Regions from separate parts of the Gasterosteus aculeatus genome. Here region 1 is linked to region 2. Evidence: chromatin contacts called from public Hi-C data. All regions are on one chromosome and are shown on one strand. The core of a region is the stretch at or near the end of the contact, and the rest is flanking DNA. Distances in the headings are between cores, read along the strand shown.

Evidence for each region. Hi-C and Micro-C count contacts between places; a contact is called where the count stands out from the background.
Region 1: a Hi-C map of liver shows a contact between it and region 2, with 1.7 times the contacts expected there. The contact joins the enhancer-like site here to the promoter of znf609b in region 2. A contact is called at or near these places in 4 of 6 Hi-C or Micro-C datasets (liver, skeletal muscle, tail fin and 1 more).

Annotation. Positions count from the first base shown.
Region 1 is chr12:20,902,804-20,907,344 of fGasAcu3.hap1.1, reverse strand. It overlaps znf609b (zinc finger protein 609b), which reads right to left. Exons shown (of 8, transcript XM_078085661.1): 3 at 2,076-2,301. Among protein-coding and RNA genes, the nearest start is that of gramd2aa, 23 kb to the left of the region's middle. Within about 2 kb of position 1,789, at least 6 of the 9 cell types and tissues checked have open chromatin away from gene starts, as enhancers often do. A contact at or near this core is called in liver, where this site is marked.
Region 2 is chr12:20,864,868-20,868,978 of fGasAcu3.hap1.1, reverse strand. znf609b (zinc finger protein 609b) reads right to left here and starts at 1,284. Exons shown (of 8, transcript XM_078085661.1): 1 at 776-1,284.

The DNA.
Region 1 (4,541 bases), core at 540-3,039, 38 kb before region 2:
GGAGGCGGAGGTGATGAGGCAGCTGTTGGTCGGCATGCTAAACGGGAGAGACTTGCCACGCAGGGAAGTGGGGTTGGTGGGAGCGGAGGGGTTGTGGGGGAGGGGGCTGCTAATCAGGATGCCTCGGCTGTTCCTTCGGAGGTGGGGGCTGTTTGTTGCTCTTCAGCCTGGATGTGCTTGATTTCCTCATTTGGTTCTCATTTGCTCGGTTGCACCACAATGACAGGAGTCTGCTTTCATGGGTCTCTTAGGGGAGGTGGGGAGGGGGGGGGGGGGGGCAGAGAGGCGGTGCAGTTTGGGAGAGTCAGCAGCATCTGGGCCCCTTTCATTTAAAAAGGAAGCCGGTGGGCTGTCGACTACACTTTGGACAAAAAAAACTGACATTTGTGCCGAGGAGTCCGTGGCACACGTTTCAGCTCCAGCAGATTTATGAAGAACTGATCGAGTCAGCGATGCTCCTCAAACAAAGAGCCACATGGGAACGCAACTTCAGAGTTCCAGCTGTCCACTATGTCGCTTTGATCTTCTAGCCTGACGGTGAAGACCTGATGTTATAAAATAGAAACTTTATATAAAAGGTAAGTGTGTTAGCTGCTGGAAACACTCTGATTGCCGTAACAACCTGCGCGCCACACCTGCAGAGCGACCCCCCCCCCCCCCCCCTTGCCCTCATACCACTTTAAAACCACTCAAAAGCTCCCACCAGCCCCCCCCCCAACCGGGGCGGATAGAGTAGAATCAGAAGAAAACACAGCCTGTCAGGCCAAACCACTACCTCTTTCTGCCAAAACAGCAGCTTTGAGAGAGCAAGTGCAGGCAAGAGGACAGACTTGGATGGGGGAGGGGGGGAGGAGGGGAGCCGGTGGGGGAGGGGGAGGGTCAATCACTCAGTGGGAGGCAGAGAATGAGGGAGACAAACATAGTACTGGTGTTGGCACTAAGCCATGTTTGTGTCACCAACAGAAGTAGCCTTGTCTATCTGCCCCAACCCCAACCCCCCCCCCCCCCCCCCCCCCCCTCCCCCCCGCCTTGCACTCATCTTCTCCCAGTTTGCCTGGAAACGGAGTCAAGGGGCGACCGGCTGGATGCTTGGTAACAGAAAAAAAAAGGGTTGCGATGGAGAGGAGGACAGGGAAGCAAAAATCACAAAAAAAGGGGAGTAGAGGGGGTGCCGGGGGGCCGGGGGGGGGTCTCAATAGCAGGGACTGTGCTTTGGGAATGTTTTATGAGGCAGGGACCCTTTTTTTCTGTTCGGTTCCTCCAAGTGAACCAACCAGCAGCACTGTGGTTGTGTGGGCGATTTGTACTCTGCAGAGACGACCGCGCCAGAGCTGCTTTGAAGATTCTGTGTTTTTATTATTTCACATGCACAACCGAGAGAGAGAGAGAAAGAGACAGAGAGGGGGAGGGAGGGAGGGAGGGAAGGAAGCCTCTCACACCTAGCAGAACCTGATAGTGCTGGCGATACATCTTAAAATGAAATGAGACGAATGTGGCTTGGATCAAGGGGAGCGGGGGTGGGGCGGGACTGAGAGAGTCTGAGATTTCACTCGGACCGCACTGCAGGAAGGGAGCCAACTGCCGTCCCAAATGGCAGCCTTGCAGAAATAAGTGCTTTGTGTTATGAGGCATGTTGTTGCTGAGAGCGGATCGCTCTGTGCAGCTAACTCCCGTCTGCGTGCTCCGCTGCAAAAATAAAAAACCAAGGCCACCTTAGAACTGCCTGCCAACTACTATTCTTGTTGGCAATGCTGTGCAGCGTGTGGGCTGTTAAAGCCCGTATTAGTACCACCACCAGCTCCTGAGGCGGTCAGGGCGGATCCAATTACGTCTGAGCAGGCGAAATATGTACGATAATGACAGCGGGATGATTATTCCTTTAAACGACGGAGGCTTCAGTGAAGCCTTTTGAAAAAACCAATAGCTCTTTGACGTGTTCGTGCAACCACACTGGCTGTGCAAATAGAAAAACATCCCACATGTATGCAGCCATTAACCCCCCACACACACACACACCCTTTACCATCCAAGGCTCATTCGTCCCACTAAGCGGCGCGTTGAAGCGCTCCACTTACCGTCTTCAGTTTCCTGCCACACGATGCCTTCCAGGTTGACGCTGGTGCCGGGCTCGCAGGGCCCCAAGCACTCGGGCTCGGTGGCCAGGGCCACGTCCGACGTGTTGACGGCCACCGAGCGCGTGCGCACCATTATCTGCTCACACGGCGAGGAGATCTCACTGTTGCCCACTGTGGCCAGGAGGTGGAGAGGGGGAGGAGCTGGCGTGGAGACAGGAGATTCCATCTGTGAAGAGAGAGAGAAACATGAGACGCTTTAGAACCACTAGACAAACACACAGAGGTCACATGGGGGGAGGGGGGGGGGGGCACAACAAAGGCGCCCGCGAGGACGCCATGGTGGTACGCTACTGGTCCTCCAAAGCAATCCTACTCGGAAGGATGCAGCACTTCTGTGTCTTTCATCCACGTTAGAGGTGGTTAAGAGGTAGGGGAGGTGATGTGGGGGGAGGGGGGGGGGGGTATGTTGACTGCTTTGACTGCCATTGTGGAAGGAGAGAATTAGCGATGCAGGATTGGTCAAACACCCCCTCCTCCTCCTCCTCCTCCTCCCTTTGCGAGCCGCCAAGCGAGACCAGTGACACCAAATCATCTCACAGGCCAATCACTGATTAATTCCCCAAACTAAGGAGCTGGTTGTGGGGGGGGGGGGGGGGGGGGGGCAGTAATTGATTCCACCTGTTCTGACACACTGACAGCAATGAACAGACAGAGTGGCCGACGCAGGAAACGAAAAACGAAAAGGGCAGAGAGGCAGAGGACGGGCGCAACGGAGATAACGGGAGGAAGGAAGTGCGTGGGCGGAAAAAGAGAGGGCGAGGTGAGGGAGGGAGGGGGCGAGGGAGAGACCGATGGTGATTTAAGGGCCGCAGTGACACCGGGTTTAGAGCAGGTCGGCATTGAAGCGCGGCCAACGCCACACATTCATTAATTGGGTCTAAAGCACCGGGTGCTCGGGGATACGCCGCCAACGCTGGATCCAATTAGACTAAGACGACAAAATAATAATTGACACATTGGATCATGAGCCTGTGCGCCCCTTAAATAATTTAATCCGCTTAGTGTTCCTAACTGAGCGGAATGTGGAGAACACAAACTATTCATCTCGGCATATATCGGATGGAAGTGTCATGGTCCCCAGAAGATGAATCCCAACGACTGCTGATCCCCTGATGGTTCCTCTAGCGCCACAGGCAGGTCAAACATTGAATGGACCCCAAGAAATGAATCTGTACATTTACTTTACATTAAAAAAAAACACTTTCATTCGTGGTTCCCAGATGATGAATCCTGCTTTGGTTAGTCCATTAATGAAAAACCGGTGAAACTAGATTTAGCCTTAACGGCACTTGGCCTGAAGCTGCATTGAGGCGCACACAAACATCACGAGAGTGCTCCGTTGCTACATTTAGACAACACTTAGGCGTGTGTGCGTTTTCTGCTTTTTGCTGGGCACTCATCCAATGTTTGGGGGTTTCGTAAGCATTGCAATCATGCAAGACGGAGTCCCACTTTGCAACAGCAGCAAAAGCTTGTCAAAGCAATGACAACATAACGAATAAAAGCATAAAGTGTCAGGAAGATGGAGAAAGATTGGCATTTAAAAATCATACTTATCCATTCAAGATGTAAAAACATGAATTGCTAATCATTTCTCACGTTGAACACATTTTTAAAAAGCAATTTGAATGAACAATTATTCGCGACTGATTGATCGTGACCTATGCATCAAATCATTTGAGAGCAACACGGCCATGAATCACACCGCGTGACACGTTTCAGATCAATCGCTGCAGGAGGAATAGGAATAAAGTGCTTTGGAAAAACCAAACATTAGTCCCCCGATGAAATTTAATATTAGCTCAAGACTTATTCACTGTTCACAGAGAGGAGCGCCGATCGAGGACGAGCGAGTGAATGTGTGCGGCGAGCGTCACCGCGGCGAAGCGGCCGCTCGTCGGCGTCCTCGTGCACGACGTGGCCGGCCGCGGTGAATCAGCAGAGCCCGCCTTCTGAGTGACAGCCGGCGGGAGGGAAAAGGTGCACGCGGGGTTCTCCTCTAAATTGACTCGACTGCGGCCTGGAAGTGACCTCTGAAGCGGAAGCTCGTATCATTCATTTTCTTTTTATAGTGTACTAGTTGTAGTATTTTCTGCTACTTGTACTATTAGCTAAAAAGCCGTCCTGTTTCGTCCAACCAACAGTCAAATACCAGAGAGACTTCCTTGGCGTTGTGAATGGGCCCCTTTGTGCTTCCTGCTGCAATGTTTGTTAATGCAACAGCTGATACGATGGAAACTTGGAGCGAAGCGGTTGCCCTATAGCACAGAAGGGAACTGAAAAGGCTTGTACTCAGTTTACTATGATGAAATAGAAAGAAGCCCAGAGCCATTTTTGGCTTTGAAAAAAAAAAGGGGACTGAAATGTTCGATCATTTATTTTCCATCCATCAACTATTTGGTTAAT
Region 2 (4,111 bases), core at 35-2,534:
TAAGGTGGAGATGAAGGGCAGCAAATGTATTAAGAGCACAATCCACCATTTTAATGGCATCTTGTCCCCCTGTGTCATAAGTGAAAGGAGCGGGTTGTTACAGTGGAACCAGCAGCGGAAATGAAACGTGAGCAGCAAATAATCAGTTTCACACATATTCTCACATGCTGCTGAAACGGAGCGAACAGTTAAAGCAGAAATGAAAGGGTTCTCTCTCTTTATCTCGAGACCCCCCCCCCACCCCAACGGATGCCCTGGGGTCCCCTGAGCCGCCCCCCCCCCCCGAGCTTGGAACCCACCGTGGACACGCAGCACTGGTGGAATCCGCCGCTTTCGCTCGCGTTTTTCCTCCATTAACCCTTGAACCGGTTTAAACGCGGCGATCCGCGGCCGTTACAACAACCGACGCTGCCGCCCGTTGACGGCGAGTTAAACTGCGTCGAGCTGCCGCGGCGGCGGCGGGGGCTGTGACGTCACTTAGCTAGCAGTTCCACACGCTCGTACGTTGGTTGAACTTCAACGCGCTAACGAGGCTAACTTAGCTCGCGGGGGGGTGGGGGGCAACGAGCTAATCTGACGCTAGCTGGCAGAGTGAAACAATGAGCTCAGAGTGCAGTCGGGCTTCGGCTAGCTCTCCCGCTGCTGCCGCACGCCGTGTTGGAGCTAGCCAGCTCGCTTTGCACGCAAGGCTAACGTTAAATGGCTAACGACTCGTAGCACTATCAACAATGAGAGGAGGGGGGAGAGGAAGAAGAAAAGAAAGGTGGTAACTTACCGACTTAGCTAGCCACTCCTATTCCAAACCCTGGTCTGTCCATGGTGGCGTTCACTCCATTAAAAAAAAGGGACAAATCAAGAGTGTGAATTTGAATAAAACCTCAAAAGAAATGTGAAGCGGCAGAAACCAGTGGCAGCGCACTCCCCGAGACATCCAACACGAGCGAGGAAGGGAGGCCAGCGATTCACTGGACTTCTGCCATCACACTTGGAGATACCGTCCTCATCGAAAACAACCCGAGTCCGGAGGGCATTTTTCCCCCCCTTTTTTTTTTACCGGTCCCGTCTCAAGCCCGATACAAGTCCAGTCTCCCCTACGCGACCTTCTTTGTCGATTAATCCCACAGAGAACGGTTTACCATCCAGGTTAATTCCTCCGTATTCGCCGTTCGTGGATGAGTGCCGTGGTGGTTCTTCGTGTGGGAACTGATACAATGTAGCCAACCAGCGGCGGCGGGGGCGGGGGGTAAATCCAGGAGGAGGAGCTCCGGCTCGGATTGAACTGTCACCGCACTCCGCGGAGCGCCCGGGCTTAAAGACGTGGAACCGGATCGGCCCCTCGGAATGGATCGGGATTCGGCGTGTTTTGTTGTCAGAGAGGAGTACCCACCAGCTAGTTTGACTGCAGTGATGCAGGAAGTGCTACTGAGATCCGTTGTTGAATCAAAGGTACAAATGCCCTGGCTAAATATACTCTATTCCAAGTAAAACAAGTATTCAAAATACCACGTAGGGAGGTATACTGTATACGGTATGGTGTTGCCAAATATCATCAAATCATGTCATTTATGAAAAAGGAACAATAAAACTGAAGTATTAGTTTAAAAAGAAAACCATTTATCTAAAAGTAATTGAGTGAATTAAATGAATTAGATTAGATACAAACAGTGTTGGATTCCTGATTGTTTACCTACTTAGTAAAACCACTAATACCACACTGGACAAAATGTCCTGCTTTGAATGTCCCTTAATGAAAAGTATAAGCAGGAATGAGTAAAGGAATACTAAATAAGGAAAAGCAGGATAAAGATCTGCCAAAGGGATTTGTCAAAACCTGGTCAGACCCTAACGTTGTTTATACTAGTATCCATTCATGTAACTGAGAGAATAGAGGATTATCAAACACTTGTAAATAACAACTAATAAAATGTGTTATTTAAGGCTTAGAAGATATAAATGGTTCGTTATTAGAAAGTGGTTTGATTGAGGCAGTCATTTATGAACCCCCTAATGAAAGATAATCTTTTACATGCTGTATTTTGTTTAGAGACTGAATTTAATCATGAACACACTGAAGGAAACATTCTTTAATGATACCATCTGTAAATAATTGCTGGTTTCCCTTGCTTCCAACCGCATCAAATTTGCATCTTGTTTAATGTCAACACACTTAAAACTACGATTCCACAAGAAGAAAAACAATGCTGAGGTTAAAAATTGATCCTCACACTTCAGGGCAAATTGAACATGTTGGGATCAGCTGTGTTCTAATTCCCCTGAACTGAGAATATCTCTGCATAACAGTGCGCCGGGCAAAATAAAATCAAAAAATCCTCCAACAACGAGACCCGTTCATTTATGTTAGGATTCCGACTCAACGGATAACCTTTCATGTTTACCAGCTTCAAACACCGCCAAGGCTTTAAGTCGTTGTCTCTCACAGCGCTGGTTTCCCAGGCAACAAGAATATGATAATGTTGCCTTTGACATGACAGAAGGAATCATCTCGCTAGCAAACAGAGACAACAGGCACAGGGAGGGCTGGAGGGGGGAGGCAGAGGCGGCGGGGGAGGGGGGATGAATTAATGGACTCGTTTTCACACAGAGGGGGAAAAGCAGCCGCAGCAGCAGCTACTCACCATCCTCCCATCCATCCTCCATCTTCCTCCACTACCTCCAATGCATTCCTGCTGGCAGGCACACTCGTGCCTTCCCCCAGGGAGCCGCCAGGCTCCATTGGAAAGCTAAATAACAGTCGGAGGCAAGTGGGTCCTGGAGGGGACAGATTTCTGACGACAACTGCCCTTCAATCCCGAGGCTCCAAAACCAAAGTGCTCTCGTTACCGAGCGTTGCACCAAATTGACAAAAAAAAAAAAAAACGGAAAATGAACAAGCTGTGCGGACGCCATGTGTTTTCCATTAGTGAAAAAAGGGGCTAATCAGCCAGCCATGTGGAATCACAGAGGGGCGGGCTTGATTCCTGTGATCATCTTTCCATTACTCTATAAAATAAGCTGTAAAGCCCTGAAAACCATTTTAAAGAGACGCTCGCACATGTCTGGATTCAAGATCTGCGTCGACTGAGAGCACTGCAGCACATTCCCCACCGGCAGTAACATATACTGTAAACGTGACACTATGTAAAATAAACTAAATCAAACACAAATCATACAACACAATGTATTATTGAAACAGCCTTCACATATATAGCACATTCTTTTCACCATGACTCAATTTATTTCCCTTCTCCAGACTGATATGCCGCAAAGCGTGAGATGTTCCTCCCGCTTACATCTGCTGGTGTTTTCGAGAGCCGGGTCTTTAGGGATCCATCAGTCAGTCCGTCGGTTCATTGGCCCGCCACTTTGGTCCGGACTGTGATGTCTCACTATTGTATTGGTTGCCATGACATTTTGTAAAGACGTGCATGGTCCCCAGAGGAGCATTCCTGATTCACTGACTCGCCCTTTGCTTTTTTCGTTTTCAGTGAAATATCTAAAAAAGTATCCAATTGTTCGCCATGACAGTTGGTGCAGCCATTCATTATCCCCTGTGGATGTTCCTTAATTACTTAGGTGATCCCCCGACTTTTCCTCTGCACCGACATGTTGATTTTTTTGTGTGTGAAATGCATCAACTCTTTGATGGATGGCCAAGAAATTTGGTCCAAACATTCATGTCCCCAAACTTTAGTAGGTGTAGGTCTTATTGGTTCAAAAATACCTGCAAAATGACATTCCCATTGTCTTCCGTTGTTCTTTATGTCTGTTAATTAGCAAATGTTACAATGCTAAAGTGCTTACTTAAGATGGTGGGCATGGTAAACATGGTCCTTCATTGACAACAGGGGCCATCCAACACATTATCTGAGCATTACAAGAAAAAGTAATTCATGCCACACTATACAATGGCACTATTGAAGAACTATTGAGTGTCTATTATATTGGAAGAGAAAGAGTGAACGAGGGGGTGACAGCCACAGTCCCGATATTCAGATGGAGAGGAGTCGTACGTTGGTTTCTTCCCCCTCTGGGTTATTTTATTGAATGGTAATAGCAAACACCAGCAACGGTCTTCTACCATTAGTGCTTAATGGATGAGAGTCATGCAGAC